Linked DNA regions of Zea mays: regions 1 and 3 are each linked to region 2. A link is a contact called in public Hi-C data. All regions are on one chromosome and are shown on one strand. Each heading gives the region's core, a stretch centred on a gene start, on an enhancer-like site or on the middle of the called end of the contact. The rest is flanking DNA. Distances are from core to core; before and after follow the strand shown. Region 1 holds the start of LOC100501212 (WEB family protein). Region 2 holds the start of LOC103652111 (S-norcoclaurine synthase 1). Region 3 holds the start of LOC100193153.

Region 1 (4,094 bases), core at 92-2,591, 230 kb before region 2:
ATTGTTGTCCGACCCAGGTGAGAGTGTTTTATTCTGCAGAATTTCCAGAAAGCTTCCAAAACATAACACAAATGTGAAATTGTTAAGTCTGACAAATCAACTGTAGCAAACAAAAGAGAGAATATCAGGGCACGTAGTTTTTTTATGTATTCTAGTCCTATCTATTTTAAGGTTCGTTCCACAGTGGCAATATTAATTACCGCAGTGCAATTGTTTATGCCCTGTCTCCATGATTTTCTCATTTTGAGTAACCATCCCATCCAATTGTCAGGACATACTCAGGTCTAAAATAGAGATAAACAAAGGGGAGAAGGGGGAACAGCTTTGATAAAGAAAAATGTTTGATTACCTCTGTTTGAGGAGCCTTGGGCTTTCTTTCAGCTGATTTGTCAGATGAAAAGCGGACCTCACCAAATAAACTCACTGCAGCTTTAACAGATTGAATTGGAGCCCTTGTATCTATTTCGCCAATCTCCCCTTTTTCTGCATCAGCAGATGGTGGACGAGCTTTTGTGCCCATATTTGCCTTCATTTATTTAAATATTTTACGCAAGCTGCAACAGGAAAAAAATGAGTTAAAACAAAGATGGTGGTAGGAAAGTCATTGGGGTGTGAAGTCAATAATAATGAAGTTGAACATGATAAAAAATGGAGTGAAGAAATTACTAGGCAGCATGAAGAAAATAATAATCTATGGTTTCTCGACCTTTCAAAATCGCATATTTGAGCCATAATACCAGGAATTGGTTGTCACCAGTATGACAGGTTAGTGACATTCAAATCCTTGATGAAAACCAGTGAATCCTGGATTACATGCAGCACAAAAAACAACACGCCTGCTCCCAACCTTTCTGCTCTTCCCCACCCCATGGATCCTAGAAACAAGATTCAATCTAGGGCTTAAACATTCCACAGTGTAGAGCTTCACCCATGACAATCTGATACAATATTATGGCAACAACAATGGCCTTTCTCGGTGTGCATATTATGGTGGAGGGGGGTTCAGTTGAACTTGAACCACACACAAAAGAAAACAAGCTTTACATTTGCAATAGCCCCACCACGCAGAGAACAAATCCACAACGAAACCAGACGAATCGGGGCGTTGAAGCATAGGCAAAGATTCCGGTTATAGGCCTTAGTGTAAAGGGACGATTCTACAAACAAAATGGGAGCAAAATCAGCAATTTGGGGAGTTCTTACCAAGCACGAACGAAGAAATCGACAACCAATGCCAGAGGGTAATGGGACGACCGGAGTGCGGGTGGGGGAGAGATATGCAGCCGCGGTGGGAGAGTCTAAATCTGGGTGGGTTGCGGCCGTGCGGGGCTCGTGGTGCCGTGTTCGTCGGGTGAAGCTGTGAAAAAAACGAGGGGGCGGTGGTAGTTTCGAGGAGCTCGACAAGGAATTGGGATGGGTCCGGTTCACAACTCACGAGCGGGGGAGGACCCGATGAACACAGTTGGTTTAGGTTTACTCTAACCAAATGATTATCAAGCTAAATTTTGATTACTCAACAACAAATAACTCTTTAATATATTAGCCATCTAACTCACCAAACTATCCAGTTTTTAAAATTGGCTCTCTTTAGTTAAACTTAGCTAACCACTCTAACTAAATAGAGTCCGTTAAAGTGAGATGTTATACATAAACTGTAAACTTTATAAAAAAGTAAATCTCTACTACATCATATGTATCTACCGAGGACGTCCACCCAACATCACCACGTCCCCGCCCCGTCCCCGCATCGCGTCTGCGCCGTCCTCGCACGACGTCATCGTGTCCGCGCCGCTCCAGTAGCCCTCGCGTCCTCCCTCTCTTGTAATGGCGCGCCAACACCCCCAACTCCCCGCTACCCACCCCTCGGAAATCTCGCCGCCCCCTCCCCCACTGGCGGACACAACGTGTGATGCCTCCACCCCCAACTCACCTTGTCCGCGCCCGACACCGACAAAGACGGCACAACTATTGTTTCTCTCCGGCGTGGGCTACGACGCCACCGCCCGCGCACGCATCAACTGGACCCACCCTGCTCGTCTACGCCGGGCCTAGATCCCACGCGCCCACACGTGTAGGGTTGAAAGCAAGAGACGTGATGGTGGCGGTTCTGCAAGCCACGCCGCTCAAAACCCCATTCATCTCCAGTCGGCGCGTCGACGGCGTGGGGGCATGACCGCGTCTGAAAGTTGCGGGCTTCCGGTGCTCCGCGACGGCGAGGAGCTACAACATCACGCTCCTCCCCGGAGACAGCATCAGCTGGAGGTGGTCGCCGTCGCCAAGGACGTGTTGTCCCTCGCCAACGCCCTCAAAGGTAAGCTGCTTCGTCACCATACAATGCTTGGTGCCTTAGCCCTTGAACTCTTAGGCATGAACATGTAGCAGGATCATGACCCTCCTTGTTTGCTTCCTAACGCCCGACGTAGGAATCGACCACCGGTTCCAGGAAAGCTGATGGGTGGCTCAGCGTTGGACGCCATCGGTGTGCTGCTCCCCGATGAGACGCTCGACGCGGCCAAGGGTTCTGACACCGTCCTCCTCGACGCCATTGGAGGGTGAGCGGATTTGTTATTGTCATTTCTGTAGCAGACACAAAGCCGTGCATTGCATCCTTTTAGTTGGAATTGCGCTCCCACACCTGCGCTATGAGTACTTAGATGATGTTTAGTGATTGTAGCTATAAGTGGTCGCACATATCAAGGTGAGCTAACTATTTTCTTATACCTACCCAGTAGATCAAGGATCTCAAGGGTGACCTGACTATTCTTCGCAAAGTATGTGAATTGTTCTTTGGTCACATTTTAATGTGATTATATAGTTATTTAATTCGCAATAATGTTTGTATAATATGACTTTCTAAATGTTATTAGTATATGTAAATACTGTGTTTATAATTCATGCTGGTGTGAAATACTGGTTGTGGTATGTGTGTATTATGAATTTCACATCTGCTGGGAAGCCACCACGTATTGTTGATGGGGGCCATCTTAAATTCATTTATTGCTGCTAGGTTCCGAGTCTGCACGACCCATAGTGGATACAAAGAAAAGCTCTGGCCGAGTCTGCCGATGACCTTCATTATGTTCCTTGCAGGTAATTGCTAGGAGAAAAAAGAAGAATCAAGTGTTGGAACTAAGTAAGTTCATTTAGAACTTTAGGTTCATATTAATTAAGATAAGAATGTTACATTTTTTATTTAGAATTTCAAGTATGTCAAATAAGCAAAAAGATGTATGATCTTCTTTTATACTGCATTATCGAAATGTACAATGATCACATATTATGATCCATACATGCTACATCGGCAAATAAGCAACATTTGCTTACTGCAGAAACAGATCTTTATATCCTTTCTACACAAGTGGAGCATGACAAACTTGGGTCAATTTGTAATCTTTTGAATTATTTCTCCCACTTCTGCATATCCTTGCACATTCTTCTTTTTAGAAGAAGGCGTACACTTGTTCATGTCGATATCCATATATGCTACCTTAGTGAGTAAATATAACATTTGCTTGAAGCATAAAATGGTTATTATTGCAAAAATGCAATTATATCCTTTCTACATGACTACATCAGTGCACCATGTCAATTCTTTCAGATAATTTCTCCCTGTTTTGCACACCCTTGTATGTTGTCTTTTATTTTATAGTGATTTATTTTTCATTTTTGGCTAAGGGTTGAAATCTGTTGTTTGAACAGAAAAAGTTGATTCTGAACATGCTTCAATTCAACATGTCTGTTCCAACACCTTATGTCTTCATGAAGAGGTTTTTGAAAGCAGCAAATGCATATAATTAGGTGAAATATCACTACCCTGCTGAATTGAAGAGTGCCACCTGCGACATAATACAAAGGTCTTGATGAAAAAGTTTATTCTAAACATGGTGCAATTCAACATTGTTGGGGGCCTTCGTCTTCCGAAGGTCCTCAAAAACATGATTAACAATGTTTCCCAAGCATAATATATGTACAGGAACCTTCGGACTCGGGATGAAGTTGTACACAATATGGAAAGCAGGATCGGAACGAAGGTTGAACCAGCGCCGAAGCTGCGCGCAAGGAAGCTTCGGCTCAGTAGCAGAAAGAGGAACCGA
Region 2 (4,672 bases), core at 433-2,932:
TCAAAACTAACGGTTCAGATCGTCGAATAATCACTCTGCCTTACTCACCCAAATCTAATTGACAGTGTTATTTAGATTATCTCTCACCCCTTTCCCTCGCCCACCGCCCGCAGTCGCCCCCTCCCTCCGCATCCCTTCTGCCCCCTCTCCTCACTCACGTAGTAGTTGCCACCGTCAACCCCTTCTATCGCGCCACGCCACCGTCGTCGACCTCTCCTCTACTCTCCCTAGCATCGTAGCGTGTTAACACGAGTTATACAGTAGTCATAGACTCATAGTCATATAAGGTAGTTAAAATAAATTAAGAAACGTCCATATCCGATGCTAACCTGAAAGTAAGAGGTTGAGTCGGCCAATGTTTCATGTCACGGGCCGGAGGAGGCTGACTGATGATGCAAAACATGTCTGCCCAGTCAAGCTTTTGATCGTTGGAAACAACGTATGCTTGACCATATCCTTGAAGGTCTCCTGGGGTTTGCGCGTAAGCATTCTTCACGTCCAGCGGCAGCTCAAAGAACTCCTGAATATCGCGCTTTATGTTCACCATAACCTCTTCTGGAACTCCATGACTCAATACCTGTGAGTGAGTTACGGCAAATGAAGTGAATTGCTATTTTTGACAACCAGCAGGATAAGCACAAATCTTACACGAAATTATTTTTCGTAAAGAAGCAAAAGCAGTTGTCATTCACACACAGCACTACTTATGTTCTCGAAAGCGCTTACCCGTCATTAATTTAAGGAAAACAGTTTTAGGTCCTAGAAGACTAGTACATCATAGGACCTCCTTTTGACGCGAACCAACAAGCATACATGAACACATCTACGATGGAGAAATCCACAAAACAAAACTAATTTGAGACAGTATTCAGAAAACCGCACTTGTTTTTAAGCAATTAAAAGAACAACGCTAATTTCATTAAATGAATTTATAAAACAATACTCCATTTATTTTTTTTCATTCTTTTATTTCTCACTTCACAAGTAAATTGACCAAATTGGCCCTTTCATTTCATAGCCTTATTTTTTATCTATTCTATCCAAAGCATAACATAAATGCATATAAATATATAAGATATATTTTTATATTGTTAAGCATAGTATTAAACATACAAATACAAGTAAACACAGATATTCTATAAAGGAAGAGGTATAAAATTAACCATTGAACTTCAAATCTATATTTTGAACGGAGGGAGTAGTTTTCAAAGAGCATACATTTTTTTAATAGAACGAGTGATTGCAGTTTTAGAAAAAACAACTACGCCAAAATAAAAAAGAAAGGAGCAATATGTTTTTATAAATCTAGTTACATTTAAAATTGATTGGCTCTTCAAGATACGGGATATACATACTTTTCTGCATAACAGGATTAGTTCAAACTACGTTTCTAACTTATAATGAATGGAGGCACCTACTTGAAAGAATCCCCACTCCTCGCAAGCATATCTGAGCTTGGCCGCCGCCTCCTCTTCCCAGTGCTGTGGGTTGAGTCTTCCAAGGTCAACCACCGGAAGCTCACCGGAGTGCTCGTAAAGGACTGCGTCCTTGTCGATGTCCGGCCTAATGTACCGCTCCAGTGCATCTGCCGTTAGCTCGCCGGCGTCGTAAGCAGCAAGATCCTGCACGTTCCTGACGGGGATCGTTGTAGCCACCTGTGATATTCTGCTCTCACTGGCCATCACCACCTCTAGCACCACTCTGCTTAATTAGCTTCTTTGCTCAGGCTGGCAGACTTAGGATGCTACGGGGACGGTAAGACAGGTATATATACAAAGGATTCCTTCATTGTAAGTATCGCGAAGCCAATCAGATGCATTTGTTCTTTTCATTACTATCACAAAGGTGCTTTGGTCTATGTGTTTGGACGACCGATCGATGCTTGAAAAACAATATATGGCCGGCGGCTAAGAGAAGTAATTTTTTTTTTTGGAAAAAAGTCTAAATTACTCTCCTCACCACTCCTCACCTATCGACAAATATCCACACGACACTTTAAACTATTTTTAATTTATTTTATCCCTCTACTTCTTTGAGTTAGTTCAATCTACTCTTTAACAAGATTTGTCTTTTTTGTTTATGCATGTACAAGTTGAAATTTAAGTTTATTTATATTTTCTGAGGTGACTGAGGACATCATAACTTACTAGTTAAGTGCACATGCATTGCGATAGCATATAAATTATTTGATAAAATGTTAGCGCACAACGATTACATAAAATAAAAATAATACATATTACTATCGATCTTAATACCAGACAAATTCTCCTAGTAACCGAAGACAATGTCTCATTGAGCTCAATATGCAGTCTACCATCTCACTTGAGCCATGTCTGCTACTTCTCGTACTTAACATTGAGCTAGACCTACCAGCTAACGGCAGTGGACTCCACTGATGTGCTTCTCGCATAACCCAGGTGATTCCCCTCAGAAACATTACTCCTAGCCAAGGAGCTCTCCATTCCTTCTCAGGATTGTTTCTTCGGCTACAAAGACAGATACCAACCCTGCACAGTCAGTAAAAATGATTTGTAATTTTCCTTCCTTTTCTTCATTTAAAATCCACAAGCCATATAAATTCTAGAAGCAGGGGAACCAAACAATGAGTAGGACAAAAAAAGTAGGACAATGCATTTATAAGGTATTCAGATAATTTATGCGAAAATAGGAACGAACAATGAGTACTAACAGAAAAAGAATTTATAAGTTAATGACTCCGCGTTTAAGCATAATGTGTTAGTTATGTACCAAAGAATGGCAAGAGAAAGGCAACGCATAGAGTACGCAGCATAACAATGAAGACTATCCATCAAAAAACCCGTTGGGTACTCCGAGCCAATGGTTTTATCACCAAAGAATATCTGCAAGTGGTTAATGATGAGGACATCAACCCCAACAAAGGAATGGCTACTCCAACTGTAATACCCACTTTGTAAGAAAAATCTAAGAGGAGAAATTATATGCCTTTGCATATATGAGTGTCATTCCTATTTATCATTTCATGTGGACACCTCACTTACACCAATAAATAATCAACAAAAGACACTCAACTAAATTATGCATCATGCTGGGATTTTCTTTTGTGTGCATTTGGTGACAATATAAAAAAATAGTGTGACAAGAAATATATTAAAGTCCAAAAAGGGAATTTAAGATCTAAAGGAAATTCAATGATTTAGGAAAAGAAAAGAATGAAACAATAATATGTGAGTGAAATGAGTAATAAATATATATATATATATAATAAAATATATTATTTTTATAATGGGATTTGAATATGTAAATTTTACCCAAAGGTTAAACTCCTAAAAGGATTCAAAATCCAAATTTGGAAATTGAAAACAAAAATGAAAAAAAAACAGAAAATAAAAGAAAAAGAGGAAGAGAACTCACCTGGGCTGTGGAACTCATTTCAGCCCACCAGTAGAAGAACACCGCGCGGCCCAGCTCTTTCGCGCCCACTCGCGCGTGCTGCTTACAAATGGGCCCCGCGCATCATCCGCTGCTTCGCACCCGCGTTGAACCGGTCTCTCAATGCGTTCGCGGACCCACGGGATAGTCACTCAATGGCGCGACTCCGTCTTCCTCGCGTGACGGCCACCTCCGAGCATGCCGCGCGCCTCCCGTAGGCTTCGGGATTCCGTTGAGGTTCGCTCTGACCTGGGGATAAGAACCCCCCCTGGACGCCGTGCGGGTCCTCCTACCTTGTTTCCCTGCACAGAAACGCACCGCCGCCACCGCGATTTCACATTCGGAGCAGGGGTCTGAGACTCGGGCGAAGAGCCAAGTGCTCGCCGGTTGTGATAAGCAGGGTTTGGAGTAGGCTTCTGACAACCACGGATCCAAATGTGCGAACTGCGGTGTGCTGGGCATCGGGTGGTGCGGCCAGTTCCTCGCCGAAGCCCTCTGCAAGCCGCCATTGCTGCCGACCTCGCGTATCGGAAATTTCCCCGCAACCACAGCCACTATTCGACCCGTGGAGCTTCGGTTGGACCTGCGGTTGGTGTTTCCGGGCACACTGCGCAGGATTGACGGCCGGTGACGAGTGAATTTGTCTCCGGAGTCGAAGCACCGCCGTGTCCGCGCGCTGCCGTGGCCAGGGAGTTCGGCGCTCCGATTCAAGGTAACGACACTGCCCTTGCATTCGCTTACTCCCTAGGATCGAGTAGGTAACCTCGGGTTTGATTAGGGGGGCGGCGAGTCACCTGCTAGCGCCGGTGGTCGATCGCCGGCGAGATTAGCGCCGCCGCGTGTTCCTGCCAGGGGAGAAACTTTGGGTGCTTCGCGTCGGCCATTGGATTTCGCGGGTGCGGCCCAGATTAGATGCTAAGTTACCGTTTCGCCGTATGGAATCGTGTTCGTCGATCAGCGTGTCAACGGCATAGATCGGATCTACGATTAATAAAATCTGCACCGTCGAAAGCTGATCCGATGCGCGGTATTGCATACCGGTTCGGAGAAAGCCCGATTTAATCCAGGCCATCCGGATCTAATCCCACGATCAGATCGGATTGATGCCCCTTTGCCCTGTCGTTTTTACACAAGATACCTTCTGAAACTAGAAAATGAACCCGACGTCCTAAGCAACTGTGCTCTGTGTCTGTGGTATGTTACCCCGAGGCCCCTGCCTTTCGCTGTAATAGTGCGCCCAATCCAGAGACCCAGGAAATTC
Region 3 (4,467 bases), core at 1,742-4,241, 200 kb after region 2:
ATAGGGGCCTCCTTGCCGCCGCCGCAGCTACTGCTATGGTCGAGTAGGAACCTGCCTCGCGGGAGCATCTGGGTCGTCTCCACCTGGCGGTGGAGCTGCCTGCATCACGAGCGCCGCGCCGCCGCCTCTGGGTTGAAGGCTGCCGGAGCTGCACTTGGTTCCAGCCACTTTCAGCCATGTGACGTTAGGATCTCAGGTCGAAGTTGGCGACCGCGTTCACGCCTTTCTACTCTATCGCCGCGATGTCGTATGCGCAGGCGCCTTCTTCTTGAGTGACTGGAACGGAACAGGCAGAGGTAAATATTCCCGAAAACACGCCCAATTCTTACTTCCCATCTCCCGTTCTGATGACGCCTGTGCAGTGTCTTGAGCATCTGACGTTAGATGCAGCTTTGGGGCTACTAGTTAATGGAGACATCGAATCAGTTCTTTTTTCCTTTTTATTTTGTCTAATTTATCATTCTCTTAGATGTCAGTCTTTACCTAGTGATTTGACGGGCAGAGTTACGCTGAAGAAGTTGGAATGGTTCTTCTCAAAGAAATCTGTTAATTTGAATGGTTCTTCATTTTTACCAGCGATTCTCAACAATTTATCTAAATTTCTTAAAAAATAGGGTCATCAAACTAGCGCTAATAATGTATTATTATTAACAATCGAGATGTAAATATTAGTACATCAAATGTGGCAGCTACTTTCGCTCTCACGCTTGCTGCCCGCGTTACAATTTATTTTATAGAATGACAAGATAAATATCCATCACAAGTATAGAATAATACACACAATTCAATGATCAACACCGTTGACTGTTCCTATATACGGAGTACATATGCGTCTAGCCCCTCCCTCCGAACAGCGCCTTGAGTTTGACGATCTGCAGTTCGTCCAGGTTGGTCACCTTGTTCACGACCTCTGTGGGCAGGTCGTTGGCGAAGAGCGCGAAGTCGAGGATCTGCAGGCCGGGGTTGTCGCTGCTGAACGAGGACAGCGTCAGTGCGTCACCGCCGTGGTGTTGCCGTGGCTGTACTGGAAGTGGAGCTGGCCCTGCGGGAGCACCATCAGTCGCCGGCGTACAGCGTCTTGGTGTACACCCTGTTGAGCGTGGCGCTGATGAAGCCGGAGACGACGCTGCCCTCGATGACGAAGATGAGCTCGGTGCCTCCCGGGTGGGAGTGCAGCGGCGCGACGCCGCCCGGGACCATCACCATCCGCGCGGTGGAGATGCCCGAGGAAGAGCAGCGCTCGGGGAGAGGAGCTCCGTGGATCCGTTGTAAGAAACGGACTGCCGTAAAAACGAGGATTACTGCAGCTAAATCTGACGCAGATACTACAATTCCGAAGTTCAACGAATTATAATACTAAAATTCCAATTGCTCTGTTCGGGATACCTATTTTCAGAAGCCCAGTGTTAGCGATATCACGGTTCCAAAAAGCTCTCCACCCACCGCCTCCCCGTCAAACGGCGCCGCGCCGCAAGGGGCGTCCAAGGTTTCCTCGTCCTTCACCCGCCGTGAGTTTGACACTCCCTCCCAGACCTCTCGTCCCTGCCGTCGCCCTTGTTGGCCCACCTCGCCCTGGGGCACGACCACCGACTCGCTTCGCCGCCGACCCACGCGTCGGCTCATGTTCAACCGCTGGCCTCCTCGGATCCCGTCCACCGCCCTCCCCGCATCTCGGCCGAACGTTGCTCTCCCGCCGCAGGCTCCCGTCCGGTGGCGCACGACATCTCTACATCCGTGTGGCACGACGCTCATCTCCGCGACGTGCTGCTCCGATGCGGCATCATGGGTGCTGCGGACGGCGCCACCAACGTGTGCTTGGTAGGCGGCGATGGCGACAACTGCAAGTACGGCACCAGCCTGCAGCGCATCTCAGATCTCGGATTTTTTTGCCATCAATCAGCAAGCGCGGCAGGAGGGAGCAGAGCCGGAGATGGGGCGGTGCTGGTGCTGCTGCCGGTACCTAAAGCTGCTATGCTTGGTTCTCCTCCCACCGCTCAACTTATGCCTGCACCACAGCTGCTGCTCCAATCTGTCCCCATTCTCACCGCCGAAGATTCGCTCCATTTTCTATGGCACCTAGAGTTGGCCTTCAGGGGAAGACCGCTCCACAGGCCAAGAAGTCGTGGGGTTCCGAGATTGCCAGTAGCGGTGGCCGGAGCTCCTCCGATGTTTCCACGCCATATGCTACGACGTCTTGTGCTTCCACGCCGGATGCCACAATAGACAAGGTGAGGTCGAGATGTTTCTCTTTTCCTTACTGGAGACTTATAATCAATTGAGTTGTGCTCAAGCATCGTTCCTTGATTTTTCTCTAAATCAATTGGTGCCTGCAGCATATTAAGACTGTCATGTCTCTCAATCTCTGCCCATACTTGAAGCCAATCTGGCTGATCACAAAAGACAGTCATCACCCTTTACCGCACGTAGCAGCCCAGTATTCGAGATTAAATCCTGAATTTGATTGTTAAAAGATATCATCATATCAACGAAGCTAGGCCACAAGACTAGCCTGATACACTGTGATGCCTGCACCACTTAAGGTACTACTTTCCTGAAGAAAGTCAATTTGCTGACAATGCAATGACCATTCCCTTGCCTATTCACATGGAGAAACTTGATGTTCATATAGAAATAAATATTTCTAGACACTTCAAGTAATAAAAATACAAAACAACTTAAGACTACGTATGAATGGCTCAAAATAATCATTAGTCACAAAGCTGAAAATACACCGTGACCTAACTTTTTTAATTGTGGTCTCACAGTTTGATGTATATAGTGCAAAATTTCTTTCAATCTTTGCTTACTTCAACTTCTTTCTATAAAGTGGACATAATCTAACTTTCCAGGCACATGCCCTAGAAGATGAGATCTTTTCTTCATTGCATGAATTCTTGAGAACCTTTATTTGAATTCTAGTGTTAATTTCTTTTCAATTGATTTTCTCCCTGCTGATATACATGCTTATAAAGAAAAATAAAATTATTTCTTTTTCACTTATATATGTTTAACCTTTTCATGAGAGCAGCTTTATATATTCACGATTTCTTGTTGGGTTGCCAACGTTATGTTTATATTGACCAACTTTATTAGGACACTGCATTCTGGTATTTGGCACTTAACAGTTCCACTTTGCAGGAAGAAAGGTTCAGATTGTGAGACAAAGGATATATGTACCATATCACTGCTCCTCTATCAAGCATCAGTTCTCATTATGTATATAGTTTTACCATTATGACATCCATTTTCCTTATCAAATGAATATCCATTTTATCCCTAGGAAGAATGGGATAACTGTTAGTATTAATTAGGTATGTGATATTCGTGAAAGGCACTGTGACTTTACTACATGAATATGCTCAAATCACTTTAATATAAAACCCTTCATATAACACATGGTAACAGAACTGTTACTTATATTTCCTCTAACCATTCTAGACGATTTACCCTACAATCTTTCAGTTCCTTCATTAATACTTTTCTTTTCAATTCATGCCTGTGTTCTTATACAACACACAAATGACTACTTATGTTTTATAGCTCCGTCTAGTTTAGAATCGTAGAATTTCCTGCCCGTGCAAGCATTAGATTGTTTTTTGGATTGGTTAACTAACAGTTATCGATAATTATTTGTTGTAGTCACTGTTGTTTTCTTTTTTCCTTTTTTTACTTGATTCAAGGACTGCTAGTGGCCGAAGGGCACTGCCTCCTCCTTTTGCTTTTACGTGCTGCAAGACCATTGTTATGTATTTCATGTTTATTATTACTTCGAATACGGCTAGAATACAATGTTTTAACAAGGTATGGTGATGGATTACTCTCGGTTGTTGATTAATCTTGTAGCACGTCCTTTACTAAATATTGTGTTTAAATGGCGAAGGATGATGGAGATACAATGAACACGAAAGTCATTATTATTTTTAGCCTTGGCGCTATATGTTTGTTAGCAGAGGTTACATGATTCTTCTTTCGGAATAGGCGGAAAAATGAGAGCCTTCACTGTTGTTTATTTAGTAGAGGTTGAGATCGTATTTCAAATTATTAAGAACACTATTGTTTTAGATTCTTTCACATATTCATACGTTTGAAAAAAAACCGCATTCTCCATGATGTTTTGGTCATAGAGAATGTAATAAAAGTCCATTAAATAGCATTGATACTCCCATACTATAGTATTTTCCTTTGTGTTGAGGATTAATGCAACCACAGTGTTGTGGTTTGAACACTAATCGAGAAGGCCTCTTTACTGTTGTCTAGGTCAGTTATAACTTTCATATATGTGCTTCCATACACTTTAATGTTAGTAGTACAATTGCTGTTAGCAGATTAAAAACTTAGTTAAACATATGCGTACTCACATATTTATTATTTCTCTTTACATCAAGGATTCCCATGGACATGTGGTTGTCCATTACACAGATGTTGATACAAATGTTCAGCTCCTTTTTAGGTAAGTTATATGCACTA

Evidence for each region. A called contact is a pair of places that touch in the nucleus more often than the background predicts.
Region 1: a contact with region 2 is called in a Hi-C map of tassel, with 3 times the contacts expected there. The contact joins the promoter of LOC100501212 here to the promoter of LOC103652111 in region 2. A contact is called at or near these places in 4 of 25 Hi-C or Micro-C datasets (bundle sheath, ear, endosperm and 1 more).
Region 3: a Hi-C map of ear shows a contact between it and region 2, with 3 times the contacts expected there. The contact joins the promoter of LOC100193153 here to the promoter of LOC103652111 in region 2. A contact is called at or near these places in 2 of 25 Hi-C or Micro-C datasets (ear and endosperm).

Annotation. Positions count from the first base shown.
Region 1 is chr3:97,840,400-97,844,493 of Zm-B73-REFERENCE-NAM-5.0, reverse strand. LOC100501212 (WEB family protein) reads right to left here and starts at 1,341. Exons shown (of 3, transcript NM_001195994.1): 1 at 1,204-1,341; 2 at 350-554. The coding sequence starts at 532.
Region 2 is chr3:97,611,875-97,616,546 of Zm-B73-REFERENCE-NAM-5.0, reverse strand. LOC103652111 (S-norcoclaurine synthase 1) reads right to left here and starts at 1,682. Exons shown (of 4, transcript XM_020550828.1): 1 at 1,419-1,682; 2 at 330-577. The coding sequence starts at 1,682.
Region 3 is chr3:97,409,023-97,413,489 of Zm-B73-REFERENCE-NAM-5.0, reverse strand. LOC100193153 reads left to right here and starts at 2,991. Exons shown (of 16, transcript NM_001358658.1): 1 at 2,991-3,216; 2 at 4,386-4,450. The coding sequence starts at 3,068. It also overlaps the pseudogene LOC109944826.